Linked DNA regions of Oryctolagus cuniculus: region 1 is linked to region 2. The links are chromatin contacts, called in public Micro-C maps. All regions are on one chromosome and are shown on one strand. The core of a region is the stretch at or near the end of the contact, and the rest is flanking DNA. Distances in the headings are between cores, read along the strand shown. Region 1 has its middle 21 kb from the start of WASF2. Region 2 holds the start of AHDC1 (AT-hook DNA binding motif containing 1).

What was found. A called contact is a pair of places that touch in the nucleus more often than the background predicts.
Region 1: a Micro-C map of ear pinna shows a contact between it and region 2, with 2.8 times the contacts expected there. The contact joins the enhancer-like site here to the promoter of AHDC1 in region 2.

What each region holds. Positions count from the first base shown.
Region 1 is chr7:144,050,652-144,053,621 of mOryCun1.1, forward strand. No RefSeq gene overlaps it. Among named protein-coding and RNA genes, the nearest start is that of WASF2, 21 kb to the right of the region's middle. Within about 2 kb of position 1,365, at least 1 of the 8 cell types and tissues checked has an H3K27ac peak or open chromatin away from gene starts, as enhancers often do. A contact at or near this core is called in ear pinna, where this site is marked.
Region 2 is chr7:143,969,625-143,972,324 of mOryCun1.1, forward strand. AHDC1 (AT-hook DNA binding motif containing 1) reads left to right here and starts at 1,289. Exons shown (of 7, transcript XM_070079004.1): 1 at 1,289-1,343; 2 at 1,977-2,074.

The sequences.
Region 1 (2,970 bases), core at 115-2,614, 81 kb after region 2:
TTTCTCTTATGTGGTACTGAGGGTCAGAGAAGCTTCTGAGACTCGAACCCAGGCAGTTTGTTGCCCCAGTTCATTGGTCACTCTGCCCTGGGGGAAGGCTCTCTGGCTCTCTCTTTGCCTCTCCCCACTGGACTAGCAGCACTTGGAGGCAGCCGCCAATCCAACTCATCCAGAGTCAACAGGACCCAGCACATGCAGACGTGTGCAAACTGAATACACACATCCAGTTAAACACTGCCAGAGGGTTGTAGGGTGGGGTCAGGAGCAGGTTATAATGGGTAAATTATTTTTTAAAAGATTTATTTGAAAAACAGAGTTACAGAGAGAGACAGAGAAATCTTCCATCTGCAGGTTCACTCCCCAAATGGCTGCAATGGCCGAGATGGTGCCAAGCCAAAGCCAGGAGCCTGGAACTACATCCAGGTCTCCCATGTAGGTGTAGGGGTTCAAGAGCTTGGGGCCATCTTCTGCTGCCTCCCCAGGAGCAGTAACAGGGAACTGGATTAGAAGCAGAGCAGCCAGCACTTGAACCAGCTCTCTAATATGGGATGCCAGCATCGCAGGTCATGGCTTAACCCACTGTACCACAACACCACTGCATGGTCTGGTGGTCATTCTGGGCCAGGCCAGGCACACCATGCGCAGTCCAGCACCTGGCTCTTGGTCACCTGCTGGTGGCCTTGGGAACCTCAGCCCTTGGCTACGAGACCCCTTGGAATCAGATTCAGCTTCGAACTCAGTTCTGCACTTAGCAGCACCTGCCCCTCAGCATGGCTGCGCAGGCTGCGAGTGGCAGCCACGGCCACCGTTTCCCAAGGGCCAGCTGTGCGCTGTCCCAGGCTCAGTCGCTGAGTCTTCTTTTGGACAGCGCTGTCCTCTTGGCCTCTCTGAGAGGGAGCTCATGGGGCTCGAGTAGCCGGCGGGGCCCCTGCCTGGATGCCTGGGTGTAAGGGCAGTTGTTCATGCGGTGGGGTGCGGGCCGTGAACACAGCTTAACCATGCAGGTAAGGGGCGGGGGCTGGAGCTCCTTCCAGAAACCAGCTTCCCTCACGGATCCTCCAACTGCCCTGAATTATTCATTGCATTTTAAAGATAAAGAAACAGGTGGCTCGTGGGTCCATCCAGGCCTCCCACGTGGATAGCAGGGGCCCAATCCGTGGGCTATCATCCACTGCTTTCCCAGGAGCATTAACAGGGGGCTGGATCAGCAGTGAAGCAGCTGGCCCTCGAATCAGTGCTTCCACAACGCCAGCCCGTGGCAGGCAGGCTCTTAGCCCTAGGCCTGCAGCCTGGCGCTGTGATCATCATGACAACTCCGTGTCTTACTGGTTGCCCGGCTGCCCTGGCTGGAAAGCAAGGGCCGGGGCTTGAACCTGTGCCTTCCTCTCCGTCCCGCAGCCCCAGGGCAGCCAGGCAGGGCCCTGGGCACTGTTCTGAGAGCAGCGGCTCCAGCCTGAGCTCATAGCTCTGCCTCCTTCGCAGCCTGTGGCCTGAGAAGATGGCGCTTTCCCAGGGCCCAGGCAGAAGCCGCCCCCCCCTCCCCTCCAAGGCCCAGCTGTGGGGCGGCTGCCCAAGCTCCCACCAGCCCCGCCTCTCCTACTCCCAGCCAAGCTGCTGCTCTGTGGTCACCTGGACCCAATTTCCTTCTTCCTGCCTCCTCCCATCTCTGGGAAGCGCCCCTTGCTGCCCTGCCAATTTCTAAAGGCTGTTCCCCCAGGAAGCCATCTCCGTACTGGCCCCCCTCCGCCCCAAGCCAGGGGCTGCTCACCCCCCCCCCCCACCTTGGAACACTCAGCCCCTCTCCTTTCAACCCCACACGTAGAGAATCGCTTGGACCGTCAGCCCATTTTCCATTTGGTTCCTGGCTGAACATTGGGTCTCCCTGGCCAGACTGCGAGCTCCCTTCCTCAGGGTGGGGTCACGCTGTGTGCTCCCCCCCTTCCCTCCCAGCCCAACCCCACCACAGCGCCTGGCAGGGAGGGAGGAGCCCAGGGTTGAAGAGTTGCCCTTGGCCCAGGAAGTGACCCTTTGCTCTCCGGGACCTGGAGCCTGTGTGACTGCTCCTCGAGCTGCGAGATCAGTTGACCCCTTGCTTGCTCAGACCAAGGGGAAGAGAAAAGACTCACCCAAGGTCAGCCAGGGGCCAGGCCGGGACTCAGCCTGGCGCTCCTGACTCTTGGGTCCAGGTTCTGACACTGTCTGTGTCAGTTTTCTAGTCCCCCCAGGTCCTGGTTCTCACACAGGCCAAATAGCTCCTGACAGCCTAGTGCTAGGAGGCCAGGGGCAAATTCTGCCCCAGTGCCCTGTCTAGAAAAGCCCCAACCCGCCCCCATCCACTTCCGTCTCACAGACAAGCAATGGAGGCCAGAGAGCAGAAGGGACTTCCTCAAGCTCCCTCAGAGCTGGGGCTAGAACTTACATAAGATTCCGTGTCAATGTCTTTGAGGAAAAATAAAGCATCGGCCAGTGCTGCGGCTCACTTGGCTAATCCTCTGCCTGTGGCTCCGGCACACCGGGTTCCAGTCCCGGTCGGGTCGCCGGATTCTGTCCCGGTTTCTCCTCTTCCAGGCCAGCTCTCTGCTGTGGCCCGGGAGTACAGTGGAGGAGGGCCCAGGTCCATGGGCCCTGCACCCCATGGGAGACCAGGAGAAGCACCTGGCTCCTGGCTTCGGATCAGCGCAGCGCGCCAGCCGTGGCGGCCATTTGGGGGGTAAACCAACAGCAAAGGAAGACCTTTCTCTCTGTCTCTCTCTCTCTCACTGTCCACTCTGCCTGTAAAAAAAAAAAAAGAGAGAGAGAGAGAGAGAAAGAAAGAAAGAAATAAAGGAAGGAAGGAAGGAAGGAAGAAAGGAAGAGCGAGCATCACCCTTGAATCCTTTCATTCAGTAAACATTCGGGGTGGCTGTTGTGCTGCCATGGCTTAAGCTGCCCCTGGCATGGCCATTCCTGTATCAGCGCTTATTTGAGTCC
Region 2 (2,700 bases), core at 39-2,538:
CTCACTGCTCCCCGTTCCAGGAGGACAGCTTTGAGTGCAGGGGCTAGCTTGTCTGCGAGAAGCTGCTCCCGGATGGAGCCAGCCGGGCACGGCAGCCACGCTGGCAAGTCGAGGGGTGCACTGGTTGGAATCCTAGACTGCTCCTGTCACTGCCACAGCTCCCCCCACAACAAGAGCCCCTTCACTTCCCACCCCCATCCTCTATTTTGCCCTCTGGGGGTTCCAGATTGTTGAATATGAGGGGCTTGGGAGGAGTGCAGGTGTGGAGAAGATGGTGACCAGGCGAAAGGAGTGAGGGACAGGTGGGCTGAGAACAAAGACATTGTTGGAGGAAGTGCAGACCGGGGCAGCCGCTGGGAGGAGGTGGGACCTGCAGGACCTCTGGACGCCTGTGCCCGGCGGACCTCAGTTAACATTTGCTGAACGGAAGCGCCGGGAAGGGCACACAGAAGCACGGCACGGAGAGAAGCCAGGCACAGCGCATGGAGGAGGGGACCACAGCCACAGCACAATTTCGCCGGGCTGTAGCAGGACGCAGGGGCCCGCGGTGCCTGCGGCAGTTCTTCCGGGGCCGTCCAGCCGCGACAGGCCCTGGGCCGAGCACATTCCCATCTGTGGGTCAGGCCAGGCAGGGGGCCCGCAGCCAGGGGCTGCAGAACAGATGTGACCTGAAGAGGAGGTAGGTGAAAGTGCTGAGCCCAGCCCCGGGCGCAGCAGGAGCTCAGAGCTGTGGAATCTGAATCCTGCTTCCGCGTGGGGCTGTCTGTGGGGTACCCAGGACTTCAGCGCTCTCGCCGCCCTCGGACGTCCAGGAAAACGAGGTGTGGGAGCTCAGAGATAGACGGAGAGGAGGGGTCGCTGGTGCAGGGGACGGGGCTCGCTGGCTCGCGCTAAAGTACGCCACGGGAGACCTTTTTAGAAAGGGAGAGCGCCCCCAAATTGAAGAACCGCTTCTCTCCTCTGCCCCTCCCTTCTAATCGGGACACCCCGGCAAGTCGCAGCCCCGCTGGCTAATCGGCACCCCCCGCCCCGCCCCGACTCCCCGTTCCACTCCCATTCCATTCTCAGGCCCCGCCCCCTTCACTCCCACCCGCAGCCTCCGCCCTAGCCACAGCGCCCAACACGGGGCCCAGAGGCCGCGGGAAGCACCCCGGCCCGTCGGCCACCGCCGGCTCCGCGGCCCCAGGCCCCTGCGCGCACTGTCCCCGCGCGCCGCGGCCGCGCCGTCGGAGCAGCCGCTCGCCCCGCCCGCCGCGCGCGCCGAGCGGCCGGGGCGGGGACTACAAGTCCCGGCGTGCCGCGCGCGCGCTCCCCCCTGGGGTTCCGGATGGTGAGCGGCGAAGGTAAGGAGAGCTCGCAGAGGCAGCGGCGGCGGCGGCGGAGACGGAGAGCGGCAGGCAGGCAGGGCGAGGGCGAGAGACGGAGGGAGGGAGCTAGCGAGGCGGACCAGACAGACAGACAGGCGGGCGGGCAGAGCGAGCCACCCGCTCGCGGCGGAGCGAGCAGAAGGCAGGAGGAGGGAGGGAGGAGGGGGAGGGAGGGAGAGAGGGAATCCAGCTACCACCACCCAAAGCCAGCGTCTGCTTTCTGTCCTCATTTCCTTTTCCCACCCAGCTCGGGGAGCAGAGAAAGGCAGAGCGAGCGCGGAGGGGAGACAGGCAGAGGGACAGACAGACAGCCGGGGAGCGCGGGAGGGCGGAGGGCGGAGGAGGAGGAGCAGGCGGACTGCGCGGGGCGCGTTCCCTCCCAGGTTTGCGCTTGGGGGGGTGGGGCGGGGGTGTCCAGGGCCGACCGAGTGTGTGCGCAGCGGGGGGAGCGAGGGGCGCCGCGAGAGCCAGGAGCGACGAGGCGGGGGGCGCCGCGGACGCGGGGGCCGTGTCCAGCGGAGTTAGCGGCGGAGAATGTGAGCCGAGGCGCGAGCCATGCTGTCAGCGACGGCGGGCGGCTCAGGGCTCCTCCGCGACTCCTCTCCCCAGCAGCCGGGCGCCCGCGTCGCTGCCGCCGCCGGAAGACAGACGCCCCCCAAAGCCCCTCGCCTGGCTCGGACCCACGGAGCCGGCAGCCCTGCACTCCGGTGAGTGGCGCCTCCTCCCCAGCCCCAGACCCCCGCTGGGGACCGGCCGGCTGGGCTCTTTTGTGCAGCGCACCAGGGGGGGCCCCCGCGCCCCCCGGTCCGGTCCGCCGGACCCCGTGGCTGCGGTGCCCGCGGTGCGATCGGTCTTTGTTTCCACCGGGGCCCGCGGCTCGGCTGGGCTCGGCTCGAAGCCTGGCAGGCAGCGCCGGGAAGGGGGAGGGGGAGGTGGACGGGGAGGGGGGGCGGAGAGGGGGGGTTCTCGGGTTTCCTGGCCGCCCCGCGGCTCCCCCGGCTCGGGGGCGAGGTGCGCGCCCAGCGCTGCCGCGCGCCCCCTCCTCCTTCCCCCTCCCTCCGCCTTTGGATTTAAAACTGCAATTTGCTCTCCAGCTTGCTGAGAATGTGGGGGGGGGGGCATGAAGGGGGACCGTGGGAGCGGAGAACAAGGCTGGATTTTAGGATCGGCGCTGGGAAAAGGGGAGACTGCGGAGGGAGGAGCCCCTCCCCTCCAACCCCCAAATCCCAAGGTTCCACTGGCGCTCTGGGAGTTGAGGGGCGGGGACCTAATGACCCGGAGGGGGTGTGGGGCGGAGGAGGGATTTGGGGGCGGCCAGGACCGGAGGGGTTGG